2 separate regions of the Mus musculus genome follow, and region 2 is linked to region 1. The links are chromatin contacts, called in public Hi-C maps. All regions are on one chromosome and are shown on one strand. The core of a region is the stretch at or near the end of the contact, and the rest is flanking DNA. Distances in the headings are between cores, read along the strand shown. Region 1 has its middle 12 kb from the start of Gm28703. Region 2 holds the start of A730094K22Rik (a long non-coding RNA gene).

The links. Hi-C and Micro-C count contacts between places; a contact is called where the count stands out from the background.
Region 2: a Hi-C map of cerebellum shows a contact between it and region 1, with 3 times the contacts expected there. The contact joins the promoter of A730094K22Rik here to the enhancer-like site in region 1. A contact is called at or near these places in 3 of 484 Hi-C or Micro-C datasets (cerebellar granule neurons, cerebellum and cerebral cortex) and 4 of 115 datasets of contacts at active chromatin or transcription factors (embryonic forebrain, embryonic hindbrain, embryonic midbrain and 1 more).

Annotation. Positions count from the first base shown.
Region 1 is chr9:90,814,427-90,819,886 of GRCm38.p6, reverse strand. No RefSeq gene overlaps it. Among named protein-coding and RNA genes, the nearest start is that of Gm28703, 12 kb to the left of the region's middle. Within about 2 kb of position 3,991, at least 1 of the 459 cell types and tissues checked has an H3K27ac peak or open chromatin away from gene starts, as enhancers often do. A contact at or near this core is called in cerebellum, where this site is marked.
Region 2 is chr9:91,348,027-91,354,324 of GRCm38.p6, reverse strand. It overlaps A730094K22Rik (a long non-coding RNA gene), which reads left to right and starts at 3,097. Exons shown (of 2, transcript XR_379700.3): 1 at 3,097-3,541. Gm40546 (a long non-coding RNA gene) reads left to right here and starts at 262. Exons shown (of 2, transcript XR_870995.1): 1 at 262-546. Gm40545 (a long non-coding RNA gene) reads right to left here and starts at 3,159. Exons shown (of 2, transcript XR_870994.1): 1 at 3,074-3,159; 2 at 1,836-2,462.

The DNA.
Region 1 (5,460 bases), core at 2,742-5,241:
CTTTCACTTCCTTAGTTAGAGTCACACCAAGGTATTTTATATTATTTTTACTATTGAGAAGGGTGTTGTATCCCCAATTTCTTTCTCAGCCTGTTTATTCTTTGTGTAGAGAAAGGCCATTGACTTGCTTCAGTTAATTTTATATCCAGCCCCTTCACCGAAGCTGTTTATCAGGTTTATCAGGTTTATCAGGTTTAGGAGTTCTCTGGTTGAATTTTTAGGGTCAATACCATCACCTGTTTGATTGTGTCTTCCTGTTTTTCTTTAAGGACTTATGCCTCTTTAGCAGTGTTCTCCTGTATTTCTTTAAGTGAGTTATTAAAGTCCTTCTTGATGTCCTCTATCATCATCATGAGATATGCTTTTAAATCTGGGTCTAGCTTTTTGGGTGTGTTGGGGTATCTAGGACTGGCTGAGGTGGGAGTGCTGGTTTCTGATGATGAAGAGTGGTCATTGTTTCTGTTAGTAAGATTCTTACATTTGCCTTTCGCCATCTGGTAATCTCTGGAGTTAGTTGTTATAGTTGTCTCTGGTTAGAGGTTGTTCCTCCCGTGATTCTGTTAGCCTCTATCAGTAGACCTGGAAGACTAGATCTCTACTGAGTTTCAGTGGTCAGAGTACTCTCTGCAGGCAAGTTCTCCTTTTGCAAGGAAGGTGCACAGATATCTGGCTTTCAGATCTGCCCCTGGCAGAAGATGAAGGCCCCGAAACAGGGCCTGTCCCAGAAGCTGTGTCACTTCTGCCTGCCCCAGAAGCTGTGTAGTTTCTGTAGTTGGCACTCTCACCTACACAGTCTAATCTCTGAGAGATCCCTTACCAGAGATGGCTCCCCCAAGTGCTCTGGCAAAATCCTCCTGGGCAGGGTGGACACCTCTCCTCTGGCAGGGAAGGTGCCCAGTTGTGTGGAACCGATATGGGGTCTGCCCCAGAATCTGTGTGGCTTCCGCCTGTCCCAGAAACTGTTAGCTTCTGTAGTCCACACTCTCACCTCAGTATCTGTGTTTTCTGATGATCTTAGGCAACCCCTGTGAAAGGGGCAACCCACAGGTTCAGAACCACTAATCCAGGACATTCATATTGGATTCCAAATGACCAAATAAGGCAGCTTGCAATTCCTGCAACTCTAGTTCGAATGGGTCTGATGCCATCTTCTGTTTTCCATGGGCTTCAGCCTGCATGTAGTGCACCTAAACCCATGTAGCCTCATGCACATACACATTTTAAAAAGCTGAAAGAGGGAGAAGCAGAGAGACACACAGACAGAGAGACAGAGAGATCAGAAATGATGTCAGTATTCCTTGTATTTGAAATCAAATAGTAAAATTTCACACTGAAATGACTAATGATTAAAATATATCTACTATGTACAGGAGAGGAGATTACTCATCAATTTTACTAATTTTAGGCAGAGGTAAAACATTTATTAAATATCTACTGAGTGAGGTAACCCAATCACAAGAGCACACACATGATATGCACTCACTGATAAGTGGATATTAGCCCAGAAGTTGGGAATACCCAAGATACTGTTTGCAAAACACATGAAACTCAAAAAGGAAGACCAAAGTGTTGATACTTCGATCCTTCTTAGAAGGGGGAACAAAATACACATGAAAGGAGTTACAGAGACAAAATTCAGAGCAGAGACTGAAGGAATGATCATCCAGAGACTGCCCCACCTGGGGACCCATCCCATATACAGCCAGCAAACCCAGACACTATTGTGGATGCCAACAAAAGCTTGCTGACAGGAGTCTGATATAGCTGTCTCCTGAGAGGTTCTTCCAGTGCCTGACAAATACAAAAGTGGATGCTCACAGCTATCCATTGGACTGAGCACAGGGTCCCCAAGGAAGGAGCTAGAGAAAGGACCCAAGGAGCTGAAAGGGTTTGCAGCCCCATAGGGGGAAAAACAACATGAACTAACCACTACCCCCAGAGCTCCCTGGGACTAAACCACCAATCAAAGAAAACACATGGTGGATCTCATGGCTCTAGCTGCATATGTAGCAGAGGATGGTCTAGTCAGACATAAATGGGAGGAGAGGCCCTTGGTTCTGTGAAGGTTCTATGTCCCAGGATAGCGGAATGCCAGGGCCAGGAAGCATGAGTGGATGGGTTGGTGAGCAGGGAAAGAGGAGTGATAGGGTGTTTTCAGAAGGAAAACCATGAAACAGGATAGCATTTGAAATGTAAATAAAGAAAATATTTAATAAAAAAATAGAAGAGTAAAGTTTAGTGTACCAAAGAGAGACCAAATAAAACTTGCAACTAGCTCCTACTATAGATGAAAAGCATATTCTTCCTTTTTTTTTGTTTGTTTTTTGTTTTTTTCTTTTTCAAGACAGGGTTTCTCTGTATAGCCCTGGCTGTCCTGAAACTCACTCTGTAGACAACTCACTCCACCTGCCTCTGCCTCCCAAGTGCTGGGATTAAAGGCGTGCCCCACCACGCCCGGCATATTCTTCCATTTTTAAATCCCTTTTCAATCCATCTTAATGAAGAAACCAGTTAGCACAGTACTTACTTTGAATTATTTCTTTGCTTCATGCCAAAGTATCTATTCGTGTTTTTCTGTTTATCTAGCATGTTTTCCTTTAGATGTCAGATTACCGACAGTTATTGGTTTATATTTAAGAACAAGGCAAGAGAAAGTCAGGCTGAGAGATTGTAAGATCTGCCTGCAATGAGCTCTACTTTGTGGAGAGTAATGCTCTTTCTTTACAGACCAGCCCAGATTTGTTCTCTTTGGAATTAGGAGTTGGTGGCTGAAGAGGACAGCCCCGTCAGCATGAGCCTTCCCTGCTCCCAGGCTCCCTTTCTCTTCTTACCAAGTATTGATATTTGGTTAGCTCGTCTTTTGGCATTGAGTCAAGCAGCCTGTTTTATCTTGGTGACAACTCCAAACACATGCATTCCAGATTGTGTTTTGTTCCGTTCCAGTTAATTTGTAAACACTTCATCGGGTGCCTGTTATTCAGCTTTTGTTTTAATATTTTTTATGCCTTTCCCTTACATGCTGTTATTGTTTTTAAGAATTCTTGTTCTTGGTTTTAATAGTGTTTAAGAGAAGAAATAAAACAAATGATTTTGTATGAGTCAATTCTCAAGGAAAATATTGCAAAATGATTAAAATATATAATTCTAAATTCTAAATATTGAGTTGAACCACATTTGTTCAATAGATTTATTCTCTTGAGGGCTTGATAAATAACAATTACTTTGTGTTTATAACTTAATGTAAATAATAAAATTAAAATTTAATCGCTTAGAATATTTTTTGCTTATTTCTATTGTGTGATATATTCTTTGTCATCCATTCCTAAGTTAACACAAAAGAGCACTATTAAATAATGCTTCTCTAATGTTAATATATAAAGAATAATAACATTTGAGGCTTGCTTCTATATTCAAAATTATGACTTGTAGTATTTTCCACAAATCTCTGTTTTAATTATACTTATATAATATAGACTTATATAAATAAACTATGTATATTTTTATTTTTAAAAATTCATTTTCTTCTTGAGATTCAGCTTATTTCCAACTTTTGACACTAAATTAACTCTGCAATATTTTCTTTTTTGTTATTTTCTTAAAATATTTTAATTATGCCTTTTAGGTTTTTCTACAATGTATATTGATCAGGTTAACCCTCTGTTTCTCCCATTAACTCCTCTCAGACCCACCCTCAGCTCCCTATTGTCACAACTTAAATGTTCTCTATTGTTTTTCTTATTTGTTTAATGGACCATTGACTTCATTCTGTATTGCCCACACACTTCTCGATGTAACTTAGCCACTGAAGAAGCATGCTCAACCTACCGGGATCCACTCACTAAAGAAGCGTGATCATCCTACCGGGATCCACACACTTAAAGAAAACTGACTTTCCTTTCCCCAGAAGCCACCCTCGTAGCTCCTCGGCTCAGGGTGAGGGCTCATGAGTCTCCTTCTACTCCACACTACAATGTTTCCCGGGTTGATCACGTGGCAGTCTTGTCCAGGAAGACACAGCTGCTGTGTGTTCATATTCATGAGTGCAGCAGTCCTGTCACCGAGAGGAGACCGTTTGGCTCTCGTTCTTTCCAACCTATGGCCCTTACAGTCTTCTCATGCCCTTTTCTGCAGTGGTCCCTGAGCTTTGAGAGGGAGTGTTTGAAACAGGTGTCTTACTTGTGGAACGAGCCCTCCACATTCGATTATTGTCTGTAGTTTCCTCTGTTGTGAGTTTCTGCAAAACCACCATCCGCTATAGGAAGAAACTTCTCTGACGAGGTCTGAGAACTACGCTAATGTACAATTACAGAGATACAAATTTAGAGAACATTTTGGTATGCTGTCCATTTGCAAAATAACAATAGCAGGTTTACTCCTGGAAACTGGCAGCACCCCAAGCATGGGATCTTGACAAGAACTGTAATATCAGGTCCATTTTTTTTCTTTCATGCTGTAACATTAAAATCAGTGAGAAGGCAGCAGTTGTTACTGTTCCAACATCAGTTGCCACTATAGGCATATTTTCCATGATGGTCATTATTGCAGCTCACAATGGTGTCGCCAGGAAAAGACTGCTGATGCTTTCCCACCCCCAGCAGCCTACATAGTACTTACTAGGTCTCTGAAAGCTGATCAGCAGGGAAAAAGTCTGCCAGGAAAAGGCAGGCAAAAGACTTGATTTTTCATGTCCTGTGACCAATATGGATGGTGTCTTCAGCCATAAGGGCTTACTATCAAGTTCTGATGGATCAAGTAAGAGAAATTGCAATAGCTTGTATTGTTTTCAGGGCCCTAGGAAACATCTTATCAACAACTGGAAGCTTGTAAAATAGTAGTTTTCCATACAGGTTTTCAAACTTTTTAGTTGCTGTTTTGTTTCTGTGAGCTCGAGTTTAACTGTGTAGCATTGGCTGTCCTGGAATTTGCTGTGTAAACCAGGCACCAAAGTCACAGAGATCTGCCTGCCTCTGCTTCCTGAGTGCTGGAATTAAAGGCATATACCACCACTGGGGGCTTCAAACATTTTTAGAGTTAGTTATCCCCCACCACCACCACCCTCTTCGGCCTCTATACTCAAGTTCCTATCCCCACTGAAACCTCCCTCCCCCCATTATCCCTCACTTCCCCTTCAGATCACCAGTATTTTACCAAAATATAGCTTATTATATTTTAAACTTTCATATACATATATATTACATGTTGAATGTTTCCCCGTTCTCAGACCTTCCCCACCTCATTATGCCCTATGTTCACCTAGGCCATTTCACTACTACTTTTTATGCATTTTATTTTTATTAACTAATTGATTAGTGTAGTGGCTATTCCTGGTTGTCAACTTGACAATATTTGGAATGAACTACAATCCGGAATTGGAAGGCTCACCAGTGACCCTTATCTGGAGGCTTGGAGATCTTTATCTGGATCTTGGTTTGAAGATCTTGAGCCATGGTGGCTATGGAT
Region 2 (6,298 bases), core at 1,848-4,347, 540 kb before region 1:
GCCAGCCGGGAGCGAGACTTGGGCCTCTAGTGAGTGACGAAGGTCTGCGAAGGGGTTGCTGAGGAAAAAGCTCAAACCCAGCCTGAGTTCTGGTGTCTTTCCTCAAAGACCAAGGCCCAAAGAAGCCTTCTCATTTGGCGCAGGCTAAAGGAAGGGAGGGGAGGGGCGGAATGGAGTTGGAGGTCAGCACACTGAGGGGGTGGGGGGTCGGAGGGGGGGGGGATCGCTGGATAATGCGACTCAGCCCGTTGCTGCCTGGGAGCAGACTTAGTAGGCCGAGGACTGGGGGCGTCAGAGCCCGAGCCCCGGAGACTCAGATTCGAGAGGGGTCATCGGCTCCATGCCAGGTCAAGTTCAGTCTACACTGGCCTCAGCTTATGGGTGTGGGAGTTAGCAAAAGGAAGCCCCGACCCGCCTGCCGCTTTCTTTTCCACCACGTTCGCATCCTAGCCCCTTCCCAAATAGCTTGTCACTGGTAGAAATGATTCTATTCACTCCCGCTTCAATCAGCTGCCAAAGCTGTCTGAAATCTAGACCCTAGATCTGGTAAGTCCTGTTCTTCTCGGGCCCCCAAGTCACTTTCCTAGGTACAGGACTTCACTGCTGCGTGTAAGCGCGCGAGACCTTAGGCGCAAGCCACCAAGTTGGGCCATTTGGAGCAGTCAAGCCCCTGCAACCTTCGCTATTGCGGGGTTGTATTCCGAAAGAAGCCCCAAGAACATTGGCCTCGTAATGAGGCGTGAGATACTAGTGCCAGCCTAGCGATCCTGGGTTCTCTTTGGTCCTGGAGGAGAGAGGGAGAGAGAGAGAGAGAGAGAGAGAGAGAGAGAGAGAGAGAGAGAGAGAGAGAGAGAGAGAGAGAGCTTTTTATCGCTGGGTAAGACGACTGGGCAGGAGACTTGCCTGACTTCCCCTAGGCTATTTTTCATCACAAAGGTGTCCACCAAAATTTGCTCATGTTTTTATTGGGATTCTGTGAAATTATCATTATTACTGTTTTAAGACTTAAGATGTGCGTCACTCAAAAGCTTTTAAAGTATACATGCTTCTAGGGGAAATTTCACAATTGTTTTGTCTGCCAATATTGATTCTTTCCTACGAGAAATAAGAACTCGTAATTTTAAAAAATCAGCTACATTAAGACATGTTTACTAATGTGAAGAACGAAGCGGGGTAAACACAGAAAAACCAGCCATGGCGTTTCTAGCTGGAGCTCCTGTGTGCACTCTCATTGAAATGTGAGCGATGAATGGGGGCGGTGGTGATCAGGGTGCTGGCTGGAAGAGGGCTTTTGAACTGCTCTGCCCTGTTGCATAGGCCTGACCTTTGGCTGACATGGCCACGGAGCAGGCCGTTCGTTAACGAGGATTTGATACATTAGACATTCCAGCTGGGCATGTAAACCCACGCTCCGAGTCCAGATTTCGCTTAAATTAGTGTTCTAGGAAATGATCTTTCTAAGTCCCGAGGCTTAACCGAGTGTCAGGCAGGGCCCTGAAAAGGGCAATGAAGGATTCCGGGTAAAAGACACATTCTTAACTCCTTAAATAAATAAGCAACAAGAAGTAAAACAAAATAAAAAACATTTTGAATAATTCCTGGAATCCTCCACGGGTTCACTTTGAGGCAACGACTTATAGAAAAGACTGATCAGTTTCTAATGTATTCCGAGCTGAAAAATCTTATGGGGCAACGCTGGGGAAACAGAGCACAGTTACGGATACCCATAAGATATGACTATCTTACGATATATTAGAGTGTAACCACATATTTTCAGGAGATACTAGAGGGTAATACAAGCTTCCAGAAACACATGGAGAAAACATGACCAGAGGTTTTTTAAAAAGCCTTTTTAAAGTTCCACTTTCTTTAATTTGCTTCAACAACTTATGCTGAGACACGTTGGAACCCAGATAGGGAAGACTGGCCACGAAATCCCCCCAAAAACTTGTGCCTAACAGATTGAGCCTGCCGCTGGAGAAGTTGCAAGCAGGACAGGAAGGCCAGTGGCTTGGTGGGTTCGGAGGCTCCCTGGTATTTACTGCGACAAAAGGGGTGCTTTCCTTTCATTAGAGCCTCATCAAAACTCTCTTAGGGGATGCAAGACCAGGAAGGACTTTTCTTCCCCGGTCCTTCAACAGATCTCTCTAGCGGGTATCCATCGATGGGGGAAAATTCGCTTTTGCTGTAGTTCAAAGTACTGCAGGTTGGAAGTAGGTTGAGGCAAGGAAATCTGAGCTTGCAAACTTCCAATCACCGGCTTCTACTGCCGAAGCCCTGGGGAGTGTAGCAGTTCAGAGCCAGCTCCGCACACTGGAGCGCTGTCTTTCCTAGGCAGATTTTGCTGGAACAGCGCAGGGCTGGTTCTAGAGAGCCGGATTTATTATTGGAGAAAACTACAGTAAGCAGTGTTAGGACTCACATCTGTTCAAGAAGTCTCTTCCTCCGTTCCTTTCAGTCCTCTTGGTAGAAAATGGAAAAAAAAAAAAAAAGGAAATTAAACGAGAAAGGCCACTACTATCACTAAATAAAAAACAAACAAAAACTTTAAAAGCAAGAACTCCAGGGAGGGAAACTGTTCTTAAAAAACAAAACAAAACAAAACAAAACAAAAATCTTGAGTTAGGAAATCCTATCAGGGCTGGCCTGTGATAGATTGTCTCTTTCAGTCCCAGTTCTGTAGATTCAGACATTAGTCTTGGACCGGTGGCAACCTACATTTAGGTCCTCCGCACCATGAAGGCCAAAGTTCTTTTGGATAAAACATTTTTTCCCTATCTCCCTAAGAAGTTTTCAGCATTTGGGTCTCATAAAATCTGACCATAGAGATTAGGCAGGCAAAGAAGAAGGGAGGGTAGCTCCTGGCTAGTTAGGTAGAAAGCAGAGTTTATTTCCCCCAGAGGCGGGTCCCGGACAGATCTTCCAGTTCGTGACTCCAGCCTGAAGTTCACCATCACATTCTTTTCTTTTTCGGCCCTAGTTTTTGGAATCAGTACAAACCAATGCTGGCCCCAGTGAGAGTGAAAGGGAATCAAGTTGCCTGGATTCTGGCTTGGTTTTCTAAGTTACTCACCCCACTGTGGCCTTAGAGACTACCCTCACTTTTGTGTTTCCAGACTTGGTTGCAGTCTGGGAGCCAGTAGTCCCCGAGTAGCGGAAACTCAACTTTCCTGGGGAACCACAGACTAAGCTCCCTTCCTCCCTCCAGGGGTTAAAGGGGCCTTTGCCCTGGGCTCCCAATACCAGCCAGCCCCCTTCTCCTGTGGGTGGGGGCTGCTGGGGACCTGACGCAGGCAGAATGGCGGCTGACGTCATAGGCTGATGGTCGCAGGACCCTTGCCTGGCCGCAGCCGTCCCGCTGGGGCCTCGTTAATTTTCCTTCCCGCACTGGACGCACTGGGCGTAGCAAAGAAAGCGCAGACTGCTCTGGCTGCAGGTCCTATCCACCTTTTCCCTTGGGAACATAGCAGGAAAGGAAAGAGAAAGAGATTCGGTTTTTCAAAGCATCGAAACTTAACTTCTCACTTTCCTTCCCGTACAAGTAGGTATGAAACTTTCTACCTGGTTTGAGGGGATATTGGTTTTTGTAAATGTGGAAGACTCATCGGTACCATTTCTCGAGAAATGTCGCCAGGGACTTCAGCACCCCTGTAAACTCAGACTTTCTGCTTCTTCACCTAGAGTCCAGCTTCTTGGCCATTCGGCCAGAGCTTTAGCTGGAGCTCCTACACAGTTCTGCTTGATCGATAGAATGACTAGCCGTCCTCCCGTTCCCCCAGAGACATAGCCAAGATAAACAGGAGAGCCTTGCACTTCGGCTTCAGGAATAGAACTTTTTATTTGTAACATCCAAAGTAGGTTTTCTTTGTAAAAGCGTTTGTAGTAACTAATCTAAAACAGAATATTATATTAGTTTAAGCAGCAACTTCAATCATTCCATCCGTTCAAGTCCCAGTACCGATGCGTTTTCAGCAGGGCCACTCATGGAGAGGCCTATTCTCTCTTGGGTTCGTTCCTCGAAGTGGGCAGAGGGAAGAAAATCATGCGGTTCACAGTGCAGTGCCACAGGTGACAGAGAAATGATTTTCTGAAGAAACAGCTAACTGAAATTAGAAAAAATGCAAATACACACACACACACACACACACACACACACACACACACACACACGAAAAAGGCACTTTGCAAATCCAAGTGATTTGAATACTGTTTGTCATAATGAATTTCTTTGAAATTAGATAACTGAATGGAAAACCTTGCATATAAAAAGGCAACTTAGACAAATCTTTACTTGTTGTTGAAAAATAGCGGTTCTTGACAATACAGGATCATCCTCACGATTAAAAATGTAAAATGTATTTATCCAGTACTTACAGGATCAGAATACCAAGCCACTGTAGTTATAGCAATGCCCAGAAAGGTACCATCCAAGGCAAATGACTCAAACACAGAGAAAGACAATAGTCTGGGTTTTAATATTGTTTTCAAACTTTCACAGTACTGTAGACTTGTTTTCTGTCAACATTCTGATAATTTTATTGAACATTTTATTTGAAATTAATTCGTTTCTTAGCCAATAATTATTTGGCAACCACATACATTGATCTACAGAAATATGCAATGCTTATTTTTATAAAATGAGCAGATCAAAACATTTATAAGATTTATGTATTTTTGAAGGAGATTTTGGAGAGTTTAAGTGACCACCTTAAGTAAATCTACAATGTTTTACAAGCAGGCTTCAAATGAAACAATGTCTTGAATTATGTACTTGAAATGTTTAAAAAGGTTTGAAAGAAATGTTATTTAGGGTAAATAAAAGTAACAGAACAAAGGCTCAAGGTCAAAACTACTTCCCCTCACTGATCATTTTGTAATTTTTTTTTGTAATTTTATAGCTTGAAGTAGCTCATATCTAGACTTTTAATTAAAATTCCAAAGCCATGTTAACAGGATTGGGAAATAGTTGGGAGAAGAGGACAGTAGTTCACCAGCACTCACTCAGTAACTTCAGTGTTGCTATTTTATGCACTTCTTTTATGTTCCATAAGTCTTTCCAGAGGGCTTTGCTATTTTAAGTGCAGAGGGCTGAAATTTATGGGTCTATCACATATTCCAGACTATATGTGTAACATTAAAACTCGAGGGGAAAAAAAACTACACTAAAAGTCTGCTGCTATTAGGAGTTTTTAATCAATAAGTGTTAGAGATGTAAGGAATTACTTTTATGAAAGTGTTAAATTTCAAAGTCCTTATTTGTGCTTGTTGTTGTCTCCAAATAAGTAAGTTATCTATATACAGTTTGGAGCTGATTCCTTGGGGCCATGCAAGTTTGGTACTGTCTCATTAAGACTTCACTTTTTGACTTGACAAAGCTCAGATTTTTCTTTGTGAACTTCAGTACCCTGGACAAGATGGGCTCTACATTTAAAAAAAAAATCTCTCCTTCAAAACAGCAAGTTCGCTTACTATTGCTAAGTGAATTAGAAGAAAAAAAGTCTAAAGATAAAATTTTATTTATGAAACAGATTAATCAAGGTAAATGCTTAATTGATTTGAACATAAAGGCACTTGACTAGCATTTTTGTCTCACATACCATTAGTTCAAGTCTTTCTTTTCTGAGAATCACTTTTCAAAAACAGGAACACCATTAAACATGGAAAGATATCAAAAATTGCTTCCCAGTTGGAAAATAAAATAAAATACATTTCCAAAGTGTTTTGTCAATATAAACTGTAAAACACATTTCTGTAAATCAGGGGAGTGAGTGGAAGAGATATTAAGCTTGTATCCTCAAGGGTCATATTGGCTAAAGCGTCCATATGAAAACAGATGTAAGATATATGCCCTATGCCCACGGAAGTCTATACAAATCCCCCTTTGTAAAATAGAGAAATAGAGAGAGGGAGAGGGAGAGGGAGAGGGAGAGGGAGAGGGAGAGGGAGAGGGAGAGGGAGAGGGAGGAGGGAGAGGGAGGAGGGAGAGGGAGGAGGGAGAGGGAGGAGGGAGAGGGAAGAGGGAGAGGGAGGAGGGAGAGGGAGGCACAACAGTTTTGCTACATAGTCTCATTATTTCTGGATTAGTGCTAGTATATAATTTATTGAGTCTATAACATATATTGAGTATATAATTCAGTTTACATATTCTGCAACTACTTCTTGTTACCTTCCTTATGACACCTCAAAAAAATGTCCAAATACTTTTTTTTTCCCTCCAGGAATATAATAGAAGAAAAATGACACTTGGCACAGGAAAAACATAAATAAAAAACAAGTAATAACTTTTTAAAAATTCTCT